4 separate regions of the Gossypium hirsutum genome follow, and all the other regions are linked to region 1. Evidence: chromatin contacts called from public Hi-C data. All regions are on one chromosome and are shown on one strand. The core of a region is the stretch at or near the end of the contact, and the rest is flanking DNA. Distances in the headings are between cores, read along the strand shown. Region 1 holds the start of LOC107910262 (nitrate reductase [NADH]-like). Region 2 holds the start of LOC107908025 (prolyl-tRNA synthetase associated domain-containing protein 1). Region 3 holds the start of LOC107910590 (mediator of RNA polymerase II transcription subunit 1). Region 4 holds the start of LOC121214627.

The links. A called contact is a pair of places that touch in the nucleus more often than the background predicts.
Region 2: a contact with region 1 is called in a Hi-C map of leaf, with 2.1 times the contacts expected there. The contact joins the promoter of LOC107908025 here to the promoter of LOC107910262 in region 1. A contact is called at or near these places in 4 of 34 Hi-C or Micro-C datasets (all in leaf).
Region 3: a contact with region 1 is called in a Hi-C map of leaf, with 8 times the contacts expected there. The contact joins the promoter of LOC107910590 here to the promoter of LOC107910262 in region 1. A contact is called at or near these places in 19 of 34 Hi-C or Micro-C datasets (anther, callus, fibers and 4 more).
Region 4: a Hi-C map of leaf shows a contact between it and region 1, with 1.7 times the contacts expected there. The contact joins the promoter of LOC121214627 here to the promoter of LOC107910262 in region 1. A contact is called at or near these places in 2 of 34 Hi-C or Micro-C datasets (both in leaf).

What each region holds. Positions count from the first base shown.
Region 1 is chrD02:13,717,178-13,719,943 of Gossypium_hirsutum_v2.1, reverse strand. It overlaps LOC107910262 (nitrate reductase [NADH]-like), which reads left to right and starts at 1,380. Exons shown (of 4, transcript NM_001327033.1): 1 at 1,380-2,358; 2 at 2,460-2,600. The coding sequence starts at 1,380.
Region 2 is chrD02:13,500,035-13,502,800 of Gossypium_hirsutum_v2.1, reverse strand. It overlaps LOC107908025 (prolyl-tRNA synthetase associated domain-containing protein 1), which reads right to left and starts at 1,385. Exons shown (of 12, transcript XM_041088460.1): 1 at 1,231-1,385; 2 at 434-493; 3 at 288-341; 4 at 192-205; 5 at 1-10. The coding sequence starts at 1,269.
Region 3 is chrD02:13,881,110-13,883,875 of Gossypium_hirsutum_v2.1, reverse strand. LOC107910590 (mediator of RNA polymerase II transcription subunit 1) reads right to left here and starts at 1,442. Exons shown (of 5, transcript XM_016838473.2): 1 at 329-1,442; 2 at 1-83. The coding sequence starts at 440.
Region 4 is chrD02:13,574,242-13,577,007 of Gossypium_hirsutum_v2.1, reverse strand. LOC121214627 reads right to left here and starts at 1,397. Exons shown (of 2, transcript XM_041088466.1): 1 at 1,086-1,397; 2 at 561-803. The coding sequence starts at 1,182. The coding sequence ends at 598.

The sequences.
Region 1 (2,766 bases), core at 131-2,630:
AAAGATATAAAAAAGTTAACATGTTATCAATAAGTAGTTGAGTGCAATGGTAAGACATGCTATACTTTTAAGGAGAAAAATAAATAAAACTTTGCTGTCAATCAATTCCGAAAAGGATAGACTGCAACTAATATAGGAAAAGTTAGTATTAAAAATATTTACCAATTTCTAGTGATACTAGTAAGATGAGATCTAAATGGAAAGAAAATTATGGTTAATTCGTTACATTTGTTTCTAAATTCAATAAAAATAATGTTAGGAATGTTCAGAAAATATCATAGTCGTAAAGTAGAAATATAGTCGAACTCCTATGAATGTGAAAAATGGATTGGATTAGTCGCTCGAATCGTCTAGTTTTGTTTGTTTGATGTGTTTCCATGTCGGTATATGCATGTCTGAGCATATTAAACTTACATGCATTGTTTTTTTTTTCACAATATCTAAAATTATTCATAGTCTTTCCCTAACACATAAATATGAGGATAATGCGCATCAACACACTTGAATCCACGTCCTCTTACATTGGAGACAATACATATGCCAATCGAGCTAAGACTTAATTGGGAGCTTATATATTGGATTTATTGTGTTTTGTATATGAAGAAATCAATAATCAAGATATTTATTTAAGTAATCCTTGTATATATTTTTAAAAATATTTGTAATTAAACAATATCATTTATCCTTGAATCCGTGCCTATAGGCAAGGTTTAAGCAGAGCCAATAAATCATTTTCAACCTATACATATAAACATTGATTGAGCTTATGCTTATTAATATGGAAATTATGAGCCTAATTAATACTGATATTTTTCCCTCCACACACCAACTTTCGTTTCTATATTTCCAGATTTGTTGAAAAAAGTGTCCCAGGAATCATTATTTTTTCGTCCTATTGAACAATTTTTTTAAAAAATAATAATAAAATTTAGTAGATATTTTATTGTACGTAAGTGGTGATATTTATCGGTCTGTCGATGCACGGAAATAATCGTGTGGCTGGCTAGCTAACTGCTTTCTTAACTCAGCGCAGCGAATGGAGCCGCGGCTCGGCGCGACGCCCGCATCTCAGCCCCGACAAAGAACACAAAATATAATTTCTCTCCCAGGAAAAAAATGGGATTGAAAAAGAAAATACAAATATTTTTAAAAACTTCTTTTGATTAGAAAAGGCAAATACAAAAACCATTTGAATTTAGTGACCAGATTTACAACGCAATCGTGCAGAGGGTCCCATTTGATATGTTTATGGCCTCCACGAGCCTATTTAAACGCCTTCACCCTCCCCCAGTTTCTTCATTTTCTCAGTGAAACAAAAAAGAAAATCCAGTCAAGAATTTTCTTTCTTGTTTTCAAGTAAATATTGAATCTCCATTGTTATGGCGGCTTCGGTCGATAATAGACAATTCAGGGGGCTTGAACCGGCTTTGAACGGCGTGTACACCCCCTTGAAGCCCGGTCCAACCCCAACCCACCGCCATGTACACCAGGTTTTCCTCGACCATGATTATGAATCCTCCAGCGATGATGATGATAACGAGATCGAATATTACAAAGCCATGGTCGTCAAATCCAACAACGAGGTTGAATCGTCGATCTTGGACCCTCGAGACGAAGTAACCGCTGATAACTGGATCGAGCGGAACCTTTCCCTGGTCCGTCTTACAGGGAAACACCCTTTCAACTCTGAACCCCCTTTGAACCGTCTCATGCACCACGGTTTCATCACCCCGGTTCCTCTCCACTACGTTCGTAACCACGGTGCGGTCCCCAAAGCTTCGTGGGATGACTGGACCGTTGAAATAACCGGTTTAGTTAAAAGGCCGATGAAGTTGACGATGGATCAGCTCGTGAAAGAGTTTCAAAGCCGTGAGTTCCCGGTTACCTTGGTTTGCGCCGGGAACCGTCGTAAAGAACAAAACATGATCAAACCAACGGTGGGTTTTAACTGGGGAGCTTCGGGGATTTCCACGTCGATGTGGAGGGGTGTACCATTGCGTGACGTGCTCAAACGATGTGGGATCTACAGCAAGAAACATGGCGCCCTCAATGTGTGTTTCGAAGGGGCCGAGCATTTGCCCGGCGGCGGCGGATCCAAGTATGGAACCAGCATCAAGAAGGAATTCGCCATGGACCCAGCTCGGGATATTATCTTAGCTTACATGCAAAACGGGGAACTTTTAACCCCGGACCATGGCTTCCCTGTTCGGATCATCATACCAGGGTTCATCGGCGGGAGAATGGTGAAATGGTTGAAACGAATCATCGTTACAACGAAAGAATCTGATAATTTTTATCACTATAGAGATAATAAGGTCCTTCCTTCTCATGTTGATTCAGAGCTAGCCAACGCTGAAGGTATTAAAAGTGTTTTTAATTTTTTTTACTGAGCAGTAAAATTATTTTGCATGGGAAATTCGGTGTTTTGGTAATGAAAAATGCTGATGTAATGTTTGCAGCTTGGTGGTATAAGCCGGAATACGTCATCAATGAGCTAAACATCAACTCGGTGATAACGACGCCTTGTCATGAAGAGATCCTACCAATCAACTCGTGGACAACTCAGAGGCCGTACACTCTGAGGGGCTATTCATATTCGGGTGAGTTCAAAACTTCGTTTTTACAAAGTGAATCTTCTGGTCTTTTTCCTCCAATTGGATTCCAACTGTACGCACTAAAGTCCCCGACATGGTTGGCTGTTAACTAAGGTCCATGCACCTCTGTAAAACTGGACTAGATTTAAGGTCAAAGCTAAGTAGTTGGATT
Region 2 (2,766 bases), core at 136-2,635, 220 kb after region 1:
AACTGCACAGCTTTGAAAGCCACGTGAAACTCACATTAACATCTCAAAGTTACTTCAAAATTTCCATATTGAGACCAACATGTGAGACCAATAAACTATTTCCATGCATTATACAAAAAATAAAGCAGGAAAGAAAGTATGTACCTTTCATATCTACTTTCGTATCTGCAAGGGCAGACACAACATAGTACCTATGTTTTTTGTCCTGCATGGATAACCATTTGCAATCACTGAGAAAGTTACAAACAATCCATCAGAAACAATGCCAATATTCATTCGGTGTATACCTTCAAGAACAGATTTTTGCTCAGTGCACCTCCCACATTCCCAACATATTTTGCCTGATGAGAAGAAAAATTTTAGAATCCATGAAATGCATGAGTTTGTCTACTCAAAAGGGACTAATCAGCTAAGTTTAGCACTCTTCTTTTACCTGAGCTTCGACAGTCAAAACAACAGGATGTTCATACTGGGAAAAATCAATTTGAAGCTCCTGAAAAAAATCCAATGCACATACCAGTCACTAGAGATGCAAAAGAAGAAAAGCTACCATAAACTGAAGCAAGGCCATAAATTCTTGAATTCAATCATAACCAGATACAAACAGAGAAATAGTGCTGAATCAAAACTATATAATTAGAAGGATTGCAATCAATGGTGAATTGCCATGGGAGTCACGGGCCATTTTGGAAACATCTTGCGTGAGTGTGTGCGCTAAACTAAATTAACTTGTTACCACCACCCCCCCCCCCAAAAAAAATGTATATATTTATTATTATTTTTGTTTATAATTTAATTTTGTGCATTATAAATTTAAATTGTTATCTGTCACCTTGTGTTCTTCTATTTTCATCTTTAAGATCACAGCTTTAAGCTATTGGTCAAACTACATACTTAGTTTCCTAATTGGCCCCCAAAATCAAATGGCAAGATCGGCCACTGGTTACAATTCACAATATTTCCACCAATTCATAGTGTAAATATTTATAAAAGTTCATAATTTTAGCAGAGAAAACCATATTGTAACAGCCTAATTTGTGTTTTGACACTTTATTTGCTCCATTCTTACCCTGAAAATAAATGAATTTAAATAAAAATAATGAAAACCCAAATCACAATTGTAGTTTAAATAATGAATCATTTCCCAAAAACTGAATGGATATTGCGAATTAGATACTAACTGTGCAAAGATTAGAACTAAAAGCTATCCAGAAATCAAAAAGAGGAAACCTTTAAACGAGCAAGCAGCTGATCCTTGGAATAAACCATTGTTTCTGTGTCGAAGCTGAAGACTGAAGTTAAGGAGATAAAAGCAAACAATATAGAAATCAGCGATGAGTTTGGAATAGGTTTATTTGGTACTGAAGTACTGAGGTGGATTGTGGTTTGGGCTTAAACTCGTTGGATCATTTACAGAAACTCCGTTGCACTGGGCCTACAGTGCGATCTCAATTTAAGGTAAATTTTGTTCTCACTCAAATAAAACTCACCCGTATTTGGTAGAATGGAGCAACTTTTTTCTTAACTTGTTAAGGGATCTTAGTTGATTTACTATATTCTTGTTTCAAGGTTCATAATCACCCATGTCTTGAAACAAATACCAACACTCTAATCTTCATTAATTATGATAGGGACGAGTTGGTAGTACAAACACAATGAACTATATAATGGTCTTCATGTTGATCAAAGATCCGTATACGATGCAGTTATCAAATTTGCTTATAACACTTCTAGATGCTTCATTTTTTTTTGTATTCAAGTGGTGGCACAGAGAAAACATATTTATGGAGGACAATCACTACTCGACTAAGGTCTGAGGGTAAAATTGTTGCATTATGGTGGATGAACAACACATTCAATACTTAAGATCCCATTGAAATTAAGCAATAACTCTCATTGCGATGTTAAGTAAGGTACATCAGCAGCTGAACTACTAAGGAAGACAAGTCTGAATAAATGGGATGAAGCACCAATGGCTGATATACATGTTGTAGGATATTCTGCGATGCAATGATCATTCATCAGAAAACAAGTTATTCGATGGGGTAACTATGTTGTTGGGAGGGGATTTCAGACAAATATTACATGTTCCTTGGGGCAGGCGCAGTGGTATTATTTCAACTTCTATATTACCAAGTCCCTAATATGGGATCACTGTGACCTTTTCCAATTAACCATAAACATGTGATTTCATATGAATTCAACAACTTCTTCTATCTCTGCTTTCAATAAGTGGCCGTTGAATTTGGTGATGGTAAATTACCTACTATCAAACATGATGGGGATGACATGTCGCAAATAATTCCACATGGATCTGGTTCATTTTGTGACATTGTTGAATCCACTTATCCCAATTTGGAAAAAAACTTCAACCTTTATAAAGGATAGGGCTATCTCGTCACCGTCTAATAAGGTTGGTGTTAGTTCTAGGCAATTTTAAGAACTAAGTGAAGACAAAATCTCACCTGTTTCAAGAAATATTGAACAACAATTTGTATTATATCCTCCTAAATTCCCAACCATAAAATTGAGTTGAAAGTTGGTGTTTCGATAATGCTTCTTATAAATATAAACCAAAGTCTTGGACTATATAATGACACCAGGTTGATTGTAACAAAATTGGGCTCACCATTGATTGAAGCAGAGAGATACTCATATTCAAATGCAAATTTGTCCATCTTATATAAAATGACCATTCACGAAGATAGTTTCCCATAAAGATATGTTCTGCAATGATCATAAAAAAAAGTCAAGGGTAGACATTCA
Region 3 (2,766 bases), core at 193-2,692, 160 kb before region 1:
CAAAAAAGCATAACGAGGGGAATCAGAATCACCTATATTCCTAAAGTTTCTATGTCTTCCATGATGAACCAGTGAAGAAACATCTAAGACAACAACAACAACAATACAGTTACTATATATTCCCAAATATACATACAAACATTCCTACAATGACAACTATAAAAAGAACATTAGTATAAATGCAATGAGAAACACAATGGCTTAGAAAACAAAAAGTGTACCAAAGGCATATCTAACAGACATGCATGTCCAAGAGTAACATTGTAATGGAGTATAACTAGAATGAGAAATGCAATGTATTCCTAGAAGCTGAGGCGTCAAAGGGTACCTGAATTAAAAGAAGAGGAAGCAAAGTGGTGGGCTGAATTGCCACCACCCCCAGTAACAGGGCCAGTACTTCTCAACCATTCTGGAACTAATGCTGGTTCACTTCTTTCCATAAGGGATATCGAACATGATCATCAGAAAACTAATAATATAAAAGAACACACTTTTTGAACCTTCTTCAAACCCTAACCCACCATATGAATTTTCTTCCTACACAAACTCAAGCTCTTACCCTATTCTTTGTCATTCAAACCACCATAACTTGCCAATAATTTTGCGGATTTAAGGTGAAACTCAACAAATGACAAAGGAGTTGTTTGATCAAAAAGCACAATATGTTTAACACGAATAGGAGGCCATAGCAACCAAAACAAATACAATGACAATAAGGAGATTAGATTCTAATAATTAACTCACTCCTTACTCCATCTTTGATTAAAAGATGGATTTGCAGATTGCTGATTTTTCCAGTTTCAAATGGCCCTCAAATTTCTCATAAAAGAAGATCCAACCCTCTTTCTAAATCAACAACTTAAGCAAGAACAAAGCAATAAAAGGACTATTCCAAAATAATGCTAAATGCCCATAAACCAGTAAAATTAGGAAAAAGAAAAAGTAGCCCTAAATAACAAATAAGTCTTGAGTAAAACTAAAAACCTTAGATTTAATTTTAATTATAAGTTCCCAACTGCTAGGATTTGAACCCAAACGACAAGAAGAAAATTTGGGGAAACATTTGACAAAGAAAAACGGAGAGAACTAACCCTAATCTCCGCTTCAATTCCAGGCTATTGCTTCGTTTCGCGTTCCCAAAATTCCACTCTTTATTTTCCCGGAAAAAAAGGAATAATTACAAAAAGAAAGAAAAATAATAATAACAAAAATAAGATGAAACAACGACGGAAAGTTTCAGTGAAATAAAAGAACAAAAAAACTGGAACAATAGAGAAGAGTGATGAAGAAATAAAGGGGAAATGCCGCAATTTCTGAAATTAGGGTTTTGTTTTTCTGAGGGCAAAGATGGAGGCGTAATTTATTTTTGTTACTATTTTTTGTTTTGATACTGGAACGAAACATATGAAGATCAACCTCTTCTTCCAACCAAAAAAATAAATATTCTATTTTGTAAGTGTAGTTTTTTTATATTTTTATTTCTATCAAATTTTTATTCAAATTTTGGAGAAAGATTTTTATGAGAAATTATTATATTAATAAATGCTCAATAATCTCTTAATTTATTTATGTTATTCCAGATGGTTGTTTTTGTCTATTTATCTTAATATTTTCATCATTAATTGTTCATGGGTATGCTTTACAATCTAAAAAATAATAGTGTTTTTAAACATATTTGATAAATAGACTTTTCTCATAAAAACATTAAAAATGATATTTTTCAACTTATTTTATCTTTCTTTTAAATATTTTTCCTTTAAAATTTTAAAATCTACATTTATAGAACAGTCTAATTAAATTAAGTACTAATACACTTAACAAATTTTATAACTTTAAATTCATTACTTAATTTTTCATTATTTAATCTTAGGCTTTGCTTAGTACAAAGGAAAGTAAATTAGAAAGGTAGAAATTTGAAGAGACAAAATAGGGATGGCAATGGAGTGGGGCGAAAGCCAATATTTCTAAATCCATCACTACTTTATAGTTGGCACAGTCTACTCCACCACTCACCCTACTCCACTACGAATGTATAATTTGAAAACTACTACCACCTCCATGAATGTTGGACACATCCATCCCTGCCCCATCCCGCTCTACTTTAATTAAAATTTTAAAATTTTGCTACTTATATTTAATATTTTCAATATTTTGAAGTCAAATAAACATTTAAACATAATTCTTGAAAATTATTTAAACATAAAATATATAGATCTTTTCTATATCATGTTATTCTATTTTTACCCTTTTAATAGTTTATATATACAAAAATAAAATGGTAATTTCATATAGTGGAGCAGGTCAAGGTGAGGCAAGCAATTATCATAATCACTTCATACTCACTATTCAAAAGAAATAATCCACTCCACATCCACTTTTCAAAAGAAAAAATTCGCTCCATTCGAAGTGAACCGATGCAGAACCCATCGAAAGGTTTAGGTTTTGCCATCCCTAAGGTGGAAAATGTAAATTTTCTTTCCATAGGTGTGCTTGGTAAGAAAGATGAGAAATGTAACGCCCCAGACCTAGCGGGACGGTCCAAGCCAAATTTCAAACATCACAATAGCCATCAAGGTGACTTTCCATTTAAAACTTTACGAACCACACCAACAATTGTACACACCACGCATTTATAGAACATTTCAAATAGAAAATTAGACCTAAGTGCATGATTTTCTAAATTAATCATTTATTTCACATAATCAGAAGGTATAGGGTGAGTGAACCTTAATACTCGGTGGTTTCCTTTAGTTGTAAATATTTGTT
Region 4 (2,766 bases), core at 148-2,647, 140 kb after region 1:
TTTATTTCATAACAATTTTAATATTTTTTTATTTTTTACAATTTTTATTATTTTCAAAGAATTCTAATTTTTTTAATTTTAAACATTTTAAATAAGTTTTATTAATGTTATAATTTTTATAATATTTATATTATTATATAGTTTTATAGTTTTAATAAGTTTATATCAATGTTTAATATTTGTTGATTTTTTTATTTTTTTATTTTCCATTAGTTTTAAGGGGAAAATATTAGACTGAAATTGAAGCTACAATGTGTCACCATTTGATTGATCCGTCAGTTTATTTTAATGGTTAACGTGGCTAATGACAGAAACCATTAATGGAATGGCTTAATTGATTATTGTAGTGGACAACAATGGTTTAATTGGATGCGAATTTAATATAGGAGCTTAATTTTTTTTACATATAAGTCAAAATAATATAAAATATTATATTTATAAAATTAAAATTATACTTGGTATTGTGTTTGGCAACTTTTTTTTTTAATTTGGTACCTATTGTAGCAGACCATTTTAGCCCGGCTCACATACATGTCAAAAAAAATTATTAACTAAATAAATAAATAAAATCAAATTCAATAAAAGGGCAAAGTCCATTTACACAGTCCAGCCCATATTACAAACCAATTGGCCCAAAAAGGCCTGAACCCTGGCCCGATTACAGAAACCCAAAACCCAACATAGAAACAAAAGCCGGAAAACCCTAATGGCTGATGCGCCGCTACCGAGCCACTCCCCACGCATGTAGCACCACCACGCGCCTCCAGCTGGCCTCCGTACACGCCACGTCCCCGACTCCGTACCTGCAAATAGAGCAAACAACGCAGCAGAAAGGAAAAATTGTATTTTCATTTTTGTTATTTTTGTTTATTTTTTCAGCCTATAAAACAAAAGGCGAAATCTTTGTAATCGGTGATACACATGCATTCAGAATATAAAAAAAATCAAAATACTAAGAGGTGATTTTCTGGGTTCCTTTTTCTCTTTCATTTTGGCTGGTTATTACTTTTCTTTCTTTTTCTTATTTTTGTGTTTATTAATCGTTGGTTAAGGAGAGAAATAATAAAAGGAAAGAAAGGACGTACCTGGCGGTGAGATTCTGGCCCTCTTTGTCGTCATCGGAGAATGGGCTAGGATCGGAGACCAATCGAGTGCCTCAGTACTGAACGGTGCAGAGAACATTTGTTCTCTTTAAGGTTTCTAAAAAATGAAAAAGATTTTTCAAGTTTTAGCCTTTAAGCACGAAGTTAAAACATCGCCGTTTGGAGCCAATACGGTGGCTTTGAAACGACGTCGTTCTGAGACCCAGATCCAAGCGGTGACCCGACCCGGGGTAGGATCCGCGTGAAATGGATGTCTGGTCTATTTACCTAACAGATCCCTCTGCGTTTAATGGAATTGCAATTTAATTTCCTGCAATTGTTTGTAATTTGTACCGCATATTTGATTCTGTTTTCACCTGGATCCAAGCCTAAACGGTGTCATTTTCTACGTCCGATTTTGATTGTTTAAAATTCTTGTGTTAAATTGCTATAATAGTCCCTATGATTTTTAGTGGTTTTCAATGCGGACATTTACTCATTTATTTCAAATCAACCCTTAGAATTTTGTTAGAATTCAAAGTAGATCTGTTTTCATTAAATTAATTGGTTTATTATTATTAATTTTATTTGTTGTTATTATATTTAGTATTATATATATATTAGTTAACCTAATTTTACTATAAATTCTTTTACTATATAATATTATTTTATGTATTCATTATTTAATTTTATAAATATTTTTATATATTATCTTGGCATAATTTATACTTTTTTTTGTTCATATATATATAATTAACTTCAATTTTTTAAATAATAATATCTCATATTTTTGTATATATGAATATATATAATATATTTTTTAGTATGCATATATATATTAATATATTATTAATTTCAAATGATTTTTTTTATACACGGAAGCCTTATTCCTTTTAAATTTGTTATTTTATTTTATTTATTTTAACTTTTATATGTATTATTATTATGTATATACTATTATTTATACTAGATTTTTTTTTATAAATCAAAATGTAAGTATTAATTTTAAGTTATTCACTTTTATTTGATTTGATTTTTTTTTTTATTTTTTTAAATCTTTCATTAAAATTCATTCAAATCTTTTATTTGTTTTTTAGTTCAATTACCAAATTGTATCAAATATTCACATTATTTATGGTTATTATTGTTTTTTCTTTTTCTTATTGTCTCGAAATTTTTTTATATTGATTATTAATTTATAGGTTTCTTAATTATTAATATGGATGTTTGTATAACATGATTAAAGTCAATGTTTGTATTTGCTTATTACTTGCTTGATTGCTTTTAGTTTAAGTCTAGGTTGTTATTTATCTTTTACATTATATGTATTGCTACTCAATTATGTTCTATTTGTAAGAATTGTATTTTATTTTAGCATTATAATTATTTTATTTCATAATTCCAAAAAAGAAAAAGCTTGGTGTTCGTAAGTTCTCGAGAGAATCGTGCCCTAACTTACTGGGCTTTAACTCTTCTCGATGAACTTAGATAATCAAGTGTTCATTTTATTAAAATCGTACATTTTTTTTACAATGAAGTTCTTAAGATTTCGAAATGTTGGATCCTAACTTACTGGATATGACATTTTGTTATCTCGATTTTAAAATAAAGGCAATACTTGATGTTTAGGAATTTCGAGAAATTGAACCCTAACTTACTGGATTCTAATTTCTCGATTGACCCG